Linked DNA regions of Arabidopsis thaliana: region 2 is linked to region 1. The links are chromatin contacts, called in public ChIA-PET maps. All regions are on one chromosome and are shown on one strand. Each heading gives the region's core, a stretch centred on a gene start, on an enhancer-like site or on the middle of the called end of the contact. The rest is flanking DNA. Distances are from core to core; before and after follow the strand shown. Region 1 holds the start of AT2G05790 (O-Glycosyl hydrolases family 17 protein). Region 2 holds the start of PAA2.

Evidence for each region. ChIA-PET counts read pairs in DNA pulled down with a chosen protein or histone mark.
Region 2: a contact with region 1 is called in an H3K4me3 ChIA-PET map of shoot, with 13 read pairs. The contact joins the promoter of PAA2 here to the promoter of AT2G05790 in region 1. A contact is called at or near these places in 14 of 26 Hi-C or Micro-C datasets (callus, cotyledon, leaf and 4 more), 1 of 2 datasets of contacts at active chromatin or transcription factors (shoot) and 1 of 3 other capture datasets (seedling).

The regions. Positions count from the first base shown.
Region 1 is chr2:2,196,340-2,203,068 of TAIR10.1, forward strand. AT2G05790 (O-Glycosyl hydrolases family 17 protein) reads left to right here and starts at 2,812. Exons shown (of 3, transcript NM_126593.5): 1 at 2,812-3,171; 2 at 3,290-4,612; 3 at 4,920-5,264. The coding sequence starts at 3,111. The coding sequence ends at 4,954. AT2G05786 reads right to left here and starts at 2,066. Exons shown (of 1, transcript NM_001124807.1): 1 at 1,932-2,066. The coding sequence starts at 2,066. The coding sequence ends at 1,932. It also overlaps the pseudogene AT2G05800.
Region 2 is chr2:2,232,637-2,239,260 of TAIR10.1, forward strand. It overlaps PAA2, which reads left to right and starts at 1,383. Exons shown (of 9, transcript NM_126597.4): 1 at 1,383-1,665; 2 at 1,748-1,842; 3 at 1,924-2,005; 4 at 2,070-2,166; 5 at 2,242-2,300; 6 at 2,383-2,465; 7 at 2,772-2,867; 8 at 3,057-3,116; 9 at 3,325-3,834. The coding sequence starts at 1,590. The coding sequence ends at 3,417. It also overlaps the pseudogene AT2G05845.

The DNA.
Region 1 (6,729 bases), core at 1,562-4,061:
GCTTTGTGTTACCAGACCTTACACAAATATGCTCATTCTGAAAGATCCATATCATTAACTTATTTTTCCTCTTCTCAAATGAGCAATACACTCTCCATTGACATTTTTCTTTGATGTGTTGTGTGCACTTTGCCCCAAGCCTATTTGACGATGACTTGTACATTTTGATATCGTATTGAGTTTTAAGTGAATACCTCAATAGTGCATTCTTGATTTCATCTGCATTGTTGAATGTCTTATGCAATGCTAATAGATCATCACAACTCTCTCTAAAAGTGAATGGTCTTTCTACTTTCTCTTCTTCATCATCTGATAATGATAATGGATCTGGTATCTTCTTGTCGTCCCAAATATCATCCCCGTTGCTGTCAGAGTCAATACTAGTTGCATCTACACTAGCATCAAGCCCAAAATCTTTCTTTTTCAGCTGGATCTATCTCTACCTCTATATATCCTCTGTTATCTTCAACAATAACTGGGCAATCATCTTCGTTTACACAAGAATCGTGAGATGATTCATCTCCTTCGTCTTCAATTTCAGTTTCCAATCTCTCATCTTCAACAATGGCTTTCGTTTGGATTTCAGATTGCCTTCGAATTGGAAGCTTGAGTCATTTTCTGTTCATGGAGGCTATGTGAAATTAATTTCTCTTTGTTTTGATTTTGTTAGAAAATCACCTAGGGGTTTGTGTTCAATTTGGGAGAAAACTGGGATTTGCGATTTTTTTTAGTTTGATACTCCCTCCGTTTCACAATATAAGTTGTTTTAGCTAAAAACATGCAGATTAAGAATATTTACTTTTAAAAAGTTCAGTCAATAAAAAAACTGGATAATAGAAATAATCGTAAAATATTAAAATAATATATAATTTACATAGAAATTTGAAAACAACTTATATTGTGAAACAAAAAATTTGGTCTAAGACAATTTATATTATAAAATGGAGGGAGTAGGTTTTAATAATACATATATAACGCTTTTGTTAAAATGTTAAACGTTGACTAATTTATTGTGTATACATGATATTTGGAGAATAAATTTGTCAATTATAAATACTTGTAGATTTAATTGACCATTTTAACTTTGAAAGCTCAAATTTTTTTCATTCCTAATTTAAAAGTTTACTAAAAGTTTCAATTTTTTCAACATTTTTTCAAAAAAAGATATTATACCACAACTATTACGAGTAACTAACCTACTTGCATGACCATTTCTTTACTCATTTTGTTTCCGTAGTAGAAATAATTTTTTGTTAGTTCGATACTCCCTCCGTTTCACAATATAAGTTGTTTTAGCTAAAAACATGCAGATTAAGAATATTTACTTTTAAAAAGTTCAGATAATCATAGAAGAAACAGCATAATATAAATAATCATAAAATATTAAAATAATATATAATTTGCATAAAAACTAGAAAACAACTTAAATTGTGATACAAAAAATTTGATCCAAAACAACTTATATTATGAAACGGAATGAGTAGGTTTAAATAAAACATATCTAACGCTTTTGTTAAAGTGTTAAACGTTGACTAATTTATGTCTTAAATTATGACGTCAATATTAAATTGAGGAATTATTGTGTATACATGATATTTACAGAATAAATTTGTCAATTATAAATACTTATAGATTTAATTGACTATTTTCCCTTGAAAGTTCATATTTTTTTTCATTTTTCATTTAAAAATTTACTAAAAGTTTCAATTTTTTTGACATTTTTTTCAAAAAAAAATATATTATACCACAACTATTAAAAGTAATTAACTTACTTGCCAACAAATGACGATTTCTTTACTCATTTTGTTTCCGTAGTAGAAATAAGTGTTTTTTTAGCAGAGTTTCTTTTTGCCCCAAAAAAAAAGGCTTTATTGTCGAAAAAAAAAAAGAGAGGCTATGGTGTAACCATTTATTAATAGCCTTCATTCACACTAACAGTACAGGCACGACCGCACGAGCACACACGTGTGGAAGGAGACAAGAGCAATGAGGTTAATGGGCCCTTTATGAACAGTGAGACTACGTGAGTCCAAGGCATGAGGCATCGTGGTCCGCAAACGGCTCATTTTCTGTCATGTGGGTGCCACTCTTTTTTGCTCACTTTCTCGATCCCTTCAAAATTAAGCAAATTCAAAGTCTACTATTATTTCTTAAATTTTGTGTAGCTATCGTCAGGAATCTTTAGACATTTTTACACAACTAACATTTGTCTTCTCAACCAAAGTCTACAAGAAATAAAAATACTTTTATCTTTTACTTGTATATATGTTATCAAAAAAAAAAAGTGATAAATTGACACTAAATTATGAATTAATTTAAGTGATTGACTCATTTTTTTTCTTATTCCAACTTGCATTTTGGATTAATAATAAAGTTATATGTTTTATAAAACACCTAAAAATTAAGTTTTAATCTTGGTTTTGGTTTTTTCTACAGTTAGAGAAAAGCCAGCAAATATAGGTTTTTGTTTTTTTTAACCCAAACTTGGTGGGGTCGGCGTGCAATGTTACCTCTATTATTGTTTTACTTATTTATTTTTGAACTTATTCATAGTCATATACTCATTGATATGAACAAATGACTAAAACTTAAAAGAATCTAGAAGAAATTTCATGACCATCACACTATTATCTAAACACAGCTACACTATTATCTACATACTGCTACCAATAATAAAATAATCAGAAATGAACTTTACTCATAAACAATATCATTCTCTCTAAACAAAGAGTAGTAAACAAATAATCTATCTATCAATTAGTTTAGTTTGAACAACTAAAAAAAAAAAATGATTCAGATCCATAAAAACCCCATCAATTCCACTCATGATTACCTGTAAACTCTAAGCATATATACAAACTGCAACAACATGTGAAAATATGGGATAATGGAGAAAGATGATACACATTATTTGACATGTCACATGTGAAAAAAAAAAAATCTCAATACTAAAATAAGTACCTAATCAATTATTCACTTATTAATTTCTTCTGGATAATAATAAGACCCAGTCTTCTTTACCACTCTCCACAACACCACTCTCTCTTTCTCTGTGTCTCCTTCAAATCTTCATCTCTCTCTCCATCTCTCTTCTCCACAAGAAGCTGAGTATGGATCTCCTCACACCACTCATCTTCCTCCTCCTCCTCCTCTCACCATTTTCACTCTCAGGTAACAACAACATTACATTTCAAAACCACATTCTCATAACTCTGTTCTTATTATGTTCTGTCTTTTTTTGTATAACTCTGTTCTTATTATGTTCTGTCTTTTTTTTCTTTCTTAACAGATGCTGGTTCCATCGGAGTAAACTACGGCCGAATCTCCGACGAACTCCCCTCCGCATTCAAAGTAGTCCAACTACTAAAATCCCAAGGAATCACGCGAGTCAAAATCTTCGACGCAGACCCATCAGTTCTCAAAGCATTATCCGGATCTGGAATCAAAGTCACCGTAGATCTCCCCAACGAGTTACTCTTCTCCGCCGCCAAAAGAACTTCCTTCGCCGTCTCATGGGTCAAACGCAACGTAGCAGCTTATCATCCTTCAACACAGATCGAATCAATAGCTGTTGGTAACGAAGTCTTCGTTGATACACACAACACTACAAGCTTCTTGATCCCTGCAATGAGAAACATTCACAAAGCTCTTATGAGTTTCAATCTCCACTCCGACATTAAAATCTCTTCTCCTCTTGCTTTAAGCGCTCTTCAAAACTCTTACCCTTCTTCCTCCGGTTCTTTCCGACCAGAACTTATTGACTCTGTTATCAAACCAATGCTTGACTTCTTACGTGAAACTGGTTCAAGACTTATGATCAATGTCTATCCTTTCTTTGCTTATGAAGGAAACTCTGACGTCATTCCTTTAGATTATGCTTTGCTTAGAGAGAATCCAGGAATGGTTGATTCTGGTAATGGTTTGAGATACTTTAATCTCTTCGACGCTCAAATCGACGCCGTTTTCGCAGCAATGTCGGCTTTAAAGTACGATGATATCGAAATCATTGTCACGGAAACTGGTTGGCCGTCGAAAGGAGATGAGAATGAAGTCGGAGCTACTCTAGCTAACGCAGCTTCTTACAACGGAAACTTAATCCGTCGGATCTTGACACGTGGAGGTACACCGTTACGTCCTAAAGCAGATCTAACGGTCTATCTTTTCGCTCTGTTCAACGAGAACAAGAAGTTAGGTCCAACGTCGGAGAGAAACTATGGTCTCTTCTTCCCTGATGAGAAGAAAGTCTACGACATTCCTTTCACAACAGAGGGGTTGAAACATTACCGTGACGGTGGTCATACTCCGGTCACTGGAGGAGATCAGGTTACAAAGCCTCCGATGAGTGGAGGCGTGTCGAAGAGTTTGAATGGTTATACTTGGTGTGTAGCTAATGGTGATGCTGGTGAAGAAAGGTTACAAGGTGGTTTAGATTATGCTTGTGGTGAAGGTGGTGCTGATTGTCGTCCTATTCAACCTGGTGCTAACTGTTATAGTCCTGATACACTTGAGGCTCACGCTTCGTTTGCTTTCAATAGTTATTACCAGAAGAAGGGTCGTGCCGGTGGGAGTTGTTACTTCGGCGGCGCCGCTTACGTCGTTAGCCAACCACCGAGTAAGTATAACTTTTTTTTTGTGTGTGGCGCATGTTAAGAGTTGGTGTGGGGCTTTTCATGCTAAACTACGCTGATTAGGGTAGCGTATTTTTAGGGTAGTGTATGTGTGGTTAAATTTTGTGTGGACGACACGACAGAGGTCAAATGTTCCCACGTGAACATAGATCACTAGTGTTTAATGTGACGTGGGTTTACGTCATCTTGGTGTTAAAGAGAATCCTATGATATTTTTTTTGGGGTTTGATTAGATATTTTAAAGTGTGTTTTATGAATCTAATTAAGAAGCTGATTGGTTTGAATATGCAGAGTATGGAAGATGCGAGTTTCCGACAGGATATTAAGGAAGAAGAAGATTTAAGTTTAGATTAATTTCTGCTATATAATATATTCGTTTTTTGATGTATTTTGTTTGGTGGGAAGTTTTAGTTAATTTTTGTAACAATGACTTTTTAATGTTGTGTTGTTAATACCAACTTAGACGATGTTATTGATATTTGATATTTAGGTAATGAAATTAAATATGTTTGTTTCATATTCAGATTGTCGTCATATTGAATTCGGAAATAAGTGTATAGCTGGATTCCAATTCCGAAAAGAACAGAAGTAAAGTGTATGACAGCTTTTACTTATAATTTGTTGAAGATATTTTTGGTGAGAATTTATATAAAGTAGTGTCTACTTGTAAGCTTGTAACATAGTCTTGTTCGTTGATATTGGGCCGAGAAATTGTTGAGGCCCAATAATCTTAAAGATTCACTTGTAACTTAGGAAGGCCGAAGGGTATTGTTGGTTTGATGGAGTTTGAAGGATGAGTTTTGTGTGTGCGCGCTGAAAAATGTCTTGTTTATATTTTAATTTGAAAATACCTATGTTAGAAAGTCTTTTTTGGAGGTAAAAATAAAAAACATACTTATAGGAGCTATTACGGGATAAGTCATATTTTGGATCGGAAATTTTTAAAAAGACACATTATCTATAGACTTTTGAGATTAGGCACTTTGTGGAACATGGAATGACGATATTATCCCTCTGCGACATGAAGATTAGTTTGGGCGGGATTTGCTTTATTTCAAAATTTTTTATACCGAAATCTGTTACCGTCGATCACTGTTCGCCGTTCAGTGGCCTCAAATTTGGCACGGTTGTATATGAATGTGTGTGCAATGATGGGGGTAGGTAATCTTGCAAACACTTGGGCAACACTTGGGATATATTTAAGTGTTGTTCATGTTGTGATTTTGGTTAGGAGAAATTTTCCAAACACTGCAAAATTTCGTTACGGAAAAGTTGTGCTAGAGAGGGAATTATTTACTTGTGCAAGAGGAAACGCTAAACGACTCCGTTGGGGAGCTATGAACCCACATGTAAGAATAATTGTCTAGTAGTTTGTAATAAGTAGCCGAATTGCAGTTTTAAGGATTTACAATGTTATATAGTTGTTTGAAAAGTAGAAGTAAGTAGAACTAAATGTGTAAGCTATGGATGCTAATTGCTATATGTAACATAATCTAACGGTTTTCATTCAGTATTTAGACTCATATGTTAATGTAAGTTGTATAGTGTTCTGGTTGGTAACCAAATTCACAATATAGTGGCGTGAAGTATAAAATTTTGCAATTTAGCTTTGCAGCCTCATTTGCAATGGTAACAAAATTATATGTTACTGTGACAGAGGGAAGACGTAAATGTCTATGTTATAGCTGGTTCGTGGGAATATTCAGACAAAGGCGTTTGGGAATTTGTGGTTGCAAAGGATTGTTATGCCATGACCATGTGTATGAACCCGAAGATGACATATGTAGAGTTTCACAACCATGTTAGTTCAGAGTTTGAACTTGATGCAGAGAACTGGAAACCCAAAATTAGTTACTGGCTACCCGGCCAACTCTCTGTTTTCTTGTCAACACTAGGCCGCCTGTCACTGTTGCTACCAACATGGTTGTAAGGAACTTCCGTAGGGTAAGGGAGAGTGAGCCTCATATAACTTTGTTGCTATCGCTTAAAGCTCTACCTTACTTGGTTGATGGTGGAAGTGTGGATTTGTTGGCGGTTTGTGGTAAGGAGAAGAGCCAAGAGGATGAGATGCTTCAGTCAGAGGGTGGGCAATCTTCTAAGT
Region 2 (6,624 bases), core at 133-2,632, 35 kb after region 1:
TGACGGAAAAACGTAATTCTGCAAATTTTCCACCAAAATCGTGATTTTATTATATTGGCGAGAACACAATTTTACGGTTTTGACGGGAAAACGCAATTCTCTGATTTTACGGTTTTGGCGGGAAAACACAATTTTCCAGCCAAAATCGTGATTTTATTATATTGGCGAAAAACACAATTTTACAGTTTTAGTGAGAAAACACAATTCTCCGATTTTACGGTTTTAGCGGTTAAATCGTTATTTTTTTGTATCGGTGAAAAAAATAATTTTACGATTTTACCGTTTTGGCGAAAAAAGCAATTCCATAATTTTTTCGTCAAAATCGTGATTTTATTGTATTGGTAAGAAAAACACAATTTTACCATTTTGTCGAAAAAAGACAAGTCTTCGATTTCTACAATTTTTACGGAAAAATGCAATTTCTCAATTTTTCTTTAAATTTATGATTTTTGATTTATCAATAATAACAATAATAAAATAGGCTAACCATGGGCTTGCCATATGGACATGGTCTTTATTGGGCATGGACATTTTTCGGACCAAACCGTCCAACTTGGCCCATAAAAAAACTGTCCGTACGGACACGCCCAATGGTCTTTGGACGGACCATTTGACACATCTAGAAACAACCGTCAGCAGTAGCCATTCGTTAAGAGTTTCAGAATTCCGATATATACATTTTGATACAACCTACACAAAAACAAAGACAAAGAGAGAAAATCCAACTATGAGGAGGATTATCTTGTTGATAGTGCCATCAAAAACAAGAGTTAGTTATTCACCTGAAGGTTTGGCTAAACAAAGTATATTATCTCTTTTCATATACCTGTCAATTACATCTTGACGCTGCATTGTCAACAATAGAGACCTCCTATGTCCTTTGTATTCACTCTTGGCTTTCTTAAGTACTCTAGTAGATTCATCTACAAATGTAAACATGGTTGTCTTCGCCGCGAGGTCGTTTGCATGTTCTTCTTTTACTTGTTTCGTTTCAGTTCGTTCTTGATCCTGCAAGATCGGGCGTCTTCTCATTGCGGCGTTAGTTAATTAAAGTATTTTGTGCAAAAAAAATTTCCGTCCAATTTTGCAACTTTATACTCTATGTCCAAAAAAAACAAAATAATTATATGAAATTTAAAATAATACGTAATATAGTCAATTTTTACAATTTTACATATTGTAAACGTAAAAACATTTGTTTTTGAAATTTTTTAAAAAATAAATAGTTAAACTACTCATATCAAGAATTTTGATTTGATATATTATTTATCAAAATTTAAAAGTTTAATAATATCAAAAAAAATTATATTGTGTATTTTTTTAATTTTATATAATTATTCTGCATTCTTTTAACGTGAAATGTAAAGTTGCAGCCCCAGGGAGTATTTTAGAGTTTTTTCGAAGATAATTGTAATCTTAACTTATTATTTCAAGGGTATTTTGGGAGATTGACTATTTTTTTTTGGGTTCTGTCTTGAAGACAAAGAAAGCTTTCTTCTATAATACATCTTTCTCTACAGATCACACAGAAGCAAAAATTCCATCTCCGATTTCGGAAGAGAGTTGTTCTCTTCTCTGAGAAGAAGAAGATGAGCAGAGGAAGCGGCGCTGGTTACGATCGTCACATCACTATTTTCTCACCGGAAGGTCGTCTCTTCCAAGTCGGTCAGTAATCAATTTCTCTATCTTTTTTGTTTTTTTAATTTATAACTTCGGAGATTGATATTACTGGTTACGGATTTTGTAGAGTATGCTTTCAAAGCCGTGAAAGCAGCTGGAATCACATCGATCGGTGTCCGAGGGAAAGATTCAGTATGCGTCGTTACGCAGAAGAAAGTTCCGGTGAGTCCTCTTTTGACTCCTTAGGGTTTTTGTTCAAGTGAGGGTTTTGAATTAGGGATCTGATGAATGATTTGTGGGCAGGACAAGCTTTTGGATCAGTCTAGTGTATCTCACCTTTTCCCTGTTACCAAGTACCTTGGATTGTTAGCCACTGGCATGACAGGTTTGTATTTCTCATCACAATGCTTGTTCATTATGGTCATGTTTTGATCTTTCTGGGGTTGCAGCTGATTCAAGGTCATTGGTACAACAAGCTAGGAATGAGGCTGCTGAGTTTAGGTTCCAATATGGTTATGAGATGCCTGCAGATATTCTTGCTAAATGGTAATTAATTACAGACTCTATGTGTCTCTCTACACTTATGAAAGTTACTAATACTGAACTATTGTGCTGTGACAGGATTGCAGATAAGTCTCAGGTTTACACACAACATGCTTACATGAGACCCCTTGGAGTAGGCAAGTTTCCCTAATCCCTATTTATACATTTTACTTGTGTGGTGGTTTTATCCTGATTCTTGTTTTCTTTGTCTTTGTGAAGTTGCCATGGTTCTAGGTATTGATGAAGAGAGAGGACCTCTACTTTACAAGTGTGACCCAGCTGGACATTTTTACGGTCACAAGGTAATACCACCTACTTGTTATGATTAGATAAGCCTCTGCCTCTTACATGCATATTCGTATAGACTACTGCCTTTGCTAACATGGAAGAAAGAAACATTATATTGCACTTGCCTAACCAGATACTGTACTGAGAAACTTATCTGCTTTTAAGAGTTACTGGTTGACCATGGAGGTGAAACCAAAAGTTCTACACACTGTAAACCTGTGAAATATGATGTAGTCACATACGTGGTACATATGTTCCATAGGATCAGAGGCTTCTATATAAAGTTTCTCCACTTATAAGTTAGCAAACATATGATGCAGGCAACTAGTGCTGGTATGAAAGAACAAGAAGCAGTCAATTTCTTGGAGAAGAAAATGAAAGAAAACCCTGCCTTCACATATGATGAAACAGTACAGGTAATTATGGACAATCCTTCTTTATTTTAGATCGGAAGCAGGTTGATCATTTGCAATGTTCATTTGCTTGCACTTTAAAAGCTTTATTGTTTTATATTAGGTTTAGAAACTGTAGGAACGCACAAAACACCAAAATTCTGTGACAGACCTAGACCATTATATCTGACTTTGAGTTATCAACTTTTGTAGACTGCTATATCCGCTCTCCAATCTGTTCTTCAAGAAGACTTCAAAGCAACTGAAATTGAGGTGTCAATTCTCCACTATCTGTACTCCTTTTTGTATAAATGTTGGCAAGAGTAGTATTTTGTATATATGTTGGCCAGAGTCGAATCGTGTTAGCCAGAGTTGTATCGTGGTTAGGAATAAAGAAGGAGAAACCAATGGAAATGTAGTTTTGTTAAAGCTTTGTGAAAAGGCATGTAAATATTTATGCTGGCTACTGTTGTGTTGGCAGGTGGGAGTTGTGAGAGCTGATGACCCTCTCTTCCGTTCCCTGAGAACAGAGGAGATCGACGAGCACTTGACGGCCATTAGTGAACGTGACTGATCACTTTCACTGGAACATTCAGTCGGGACTTTGCATCTCTTTCTTTTGCTTTAAATCTATCTAAGATGATTCACGTTTCAGAGAAACGTGTTTCCATTAGTCATGAGTCGTGTAGTTTTCATTTGAATCATCTGCTTCCTCCTAATAGGAGTTACATGTAAGGGTGTCAAATTAAGGTCGAATGAGATGGTTTAAGGTTTTGAATTTTAAAAGGCAAAACAAAGAAAGTTATTTACAAAAATTGGGAAATCTGCAAAACCTGGACACTTGGTCTTTAACATAATCTCCTAAAGGAACTCTGCATTTTGATGTCCGAGTCCAACTCAATGAACAGAGCTTGACTGAAACGTTTTTTGGAGGTGAAATTCCTTTATTCGTAGGCTTGTTAAAGAGTCTACGCTATAGCTTACCCTCGACTCTCTGCCACCCTTGATTGCGATACTGATATAGTTGAGCATAAAACTCAAAAGGTCGTGTGAAGAAGAATTTTGGTAAGATGTCCTTTGTTCTATCGCCTTTGATGTATATGTTTTTGAGTTGTGCGATGCATGCTGCATTGTCTTTGTACATAATTGTTGGAGCTTTTTTCCTTGCATAGATACCACAATCTTTTTGTATATGGTAACTATGGATCTTAGCCATACACGCTAAAAATCTTGCGGCTAGTTTCATGAATTGCTAAAATCTCTGAATGATTAGAAGATGTGGCTGCAACAGTTTTCTTCATAGAACGCCAATAAATAGCAATACATGTGAAGACATATTCTGTTTACGATCTACCATTATGGAGATCAGATAAATATCCTGCATCTGCAAAACCTTATGGAGATCAGATAAGTATCCTGCATCTGCAAAACCAATTAAATCTTCTAAATTGGTTAGGAAAAAGCAGACTCATGTCTTTCTTACATTGGAGATAACGAAGTATATGTTTAATTCCATTCCAATGTCTTCGAGTTGGACATGAACTTGCACTTAAGTATGATATTTCAGGACTAAGAACTCCTTCATTGTTTTCCCGAGGACATAATGGATCTTTATCCACATCAAGTGACCTTACAACCATTGGGCTACTCAAGGGGACTGCTCCATCCATGTAGAATCTTTTGAGAACATTTTCTGTATATGTCTCTTGATGCACCAGAATTACATTATTTAGGTGTTCAATTTGTAGTCCCAAACAAAATTTTGTTTTTCCAAAATCTCTCTTCTCAAATTCTTTCTTTAAATATTCTACTGTGAAGGAGATCTCTGCAGAAGTTCCCATAATATTTAAATCATCAACATAAACTACAATTATAACAAATCATTTCCCAAATCTGTTTATAAAGATGCATGGACTAACATAGTCTTTTTTTGTATATTCTTTTAGCAAGTCACTAAGGCGATTATACCACATACACCATGATTGTTTTAATTTATAAAGGGATCGATTTAATTTTATGCAGTATTGTTCTCGAGAATTTGATTGTACTGCTTCTGACATTTTAAATCATTCTGGGATTTTCATATAAATGTCATTTTTCAGTGGACCGTATAAATAGGTTGTGACTACATCCATCAAACATAAATCAAGTCCTTCTTTTACTGCTAGACTAATAAGGAACCAAAATGTAGTTGCATCCACCACAAGAGAGTATGTCTCTTCATAGTCAATTCCGGGTCTTTGTGGGAATCCTTGTGCGACTTTATGCCTTACAATTTCACCGTTTTCATTCTTCTTTCGTACAAAGACCCATTTATGTCCCACTGGTTTTACACTTTCGGGTGTACAGACTACTGGTCCAAACACTTCTCTCTTTGCAAGAAATTTTAATTCTGCATCTATTGCTTCATTCCATTCTGGCAAATCACTTCTTTGTGTACACTCTTCAATAGATGTTGGTTCATGATCCTCATCCATAACATCAACTGCTATGTTGCAAGCAAAATATCATCGACGTCGATTTGCTTTCAGTTCTATTTTCTTCTAGACATGACATAACCAGTTGAGATCTCTTAATTGTCAGGTAACTGAATTTCTTTCTGTGTCATGTCTAAAGTCTCTTCGGGAGATTCCTCATTTGTAATTATTTTTTCTATTTTACCTATGCCAATTTCTGTCCCTTTTCTTTTTTAAGGATTTTTATTTTTGAGCCAATAGGTTTACCACGCTTTAAACGTGTTTTTGTCCTTAGGAGATATTTATTCTTATTGGATCATTTGCAACCGGTATATGTGATTTGATCACACTTTTGGGTCAGTAAATGCATAGGGCAACTGATTTGCTAAGCTCTGTAAATGAATTAACTTTTGGACTTCTAATTCACACTCTTTAGTCCGAGGATCAAGATAAGACATTGATAATTCATTCCAAAGTATATCTTTTTCTTACTGTTTATTTATCCCTCTAATGTTGGAAAAACAGACTCATTACAATGACAGTATGCGAATCGAGCTTTTGAATAAATCCCATGTGGATGGCTCGAGATACTTTTATTGATGGGAAATCATAACCAACATATACTCCCAACCTTCTTTGAGGTCCCATTGTTTTCCCACTTCTTATGAGAGTTTGAGTTCTTAAAATGAACTCCACTGCCTAGTCCTCTAGTGTATACACGGCCACGACCACGGTTGTAACCACTTTTTTGACCATAGCATGTCACATTCGTTTCAGAGAACAAAGCAAAACCTGATGGGCATAGTCCATGGTTTTTCAAAAGTAACTCATTGTTTTTCTCAGCTACAAGTAGACAAGAAATAAGTTGGGAATACTTCACGAATCCCTTTTCACCGTACTGTGTCTGCAAGACAATGTTATTAGCATTAAAAAGTAGAGAATGTCTACTCCAACTTATCTGCATCCATCATTTTCTCTCCACATAATTCCAATTTAAAGTTATTTTGAATAAGGCTGAGTTGTACTAACTTACATATTTAAAGTCTTGGAGTCTCAGATGAGTCCAATCATATCGGACCTTAGATAATATCATAGTCTTCTCATGATCATAACTGTGCTTTAGATTGTTCCAAATGATCTGCGGATCTTTCACACTGAAATACTCATTCTTGAGATCCTCATGGAGATGGTATCGCAGAAAAATCATAGCTTCTAATTTTTCTTTACTTTGAGTTTGATTCCCATCTTTGATGGTATCAAGGAGATCTTTTGAATCTAGATAAATTTCAGCATTCAGTACCAATGCCAAATAGTTATCTCCTGTG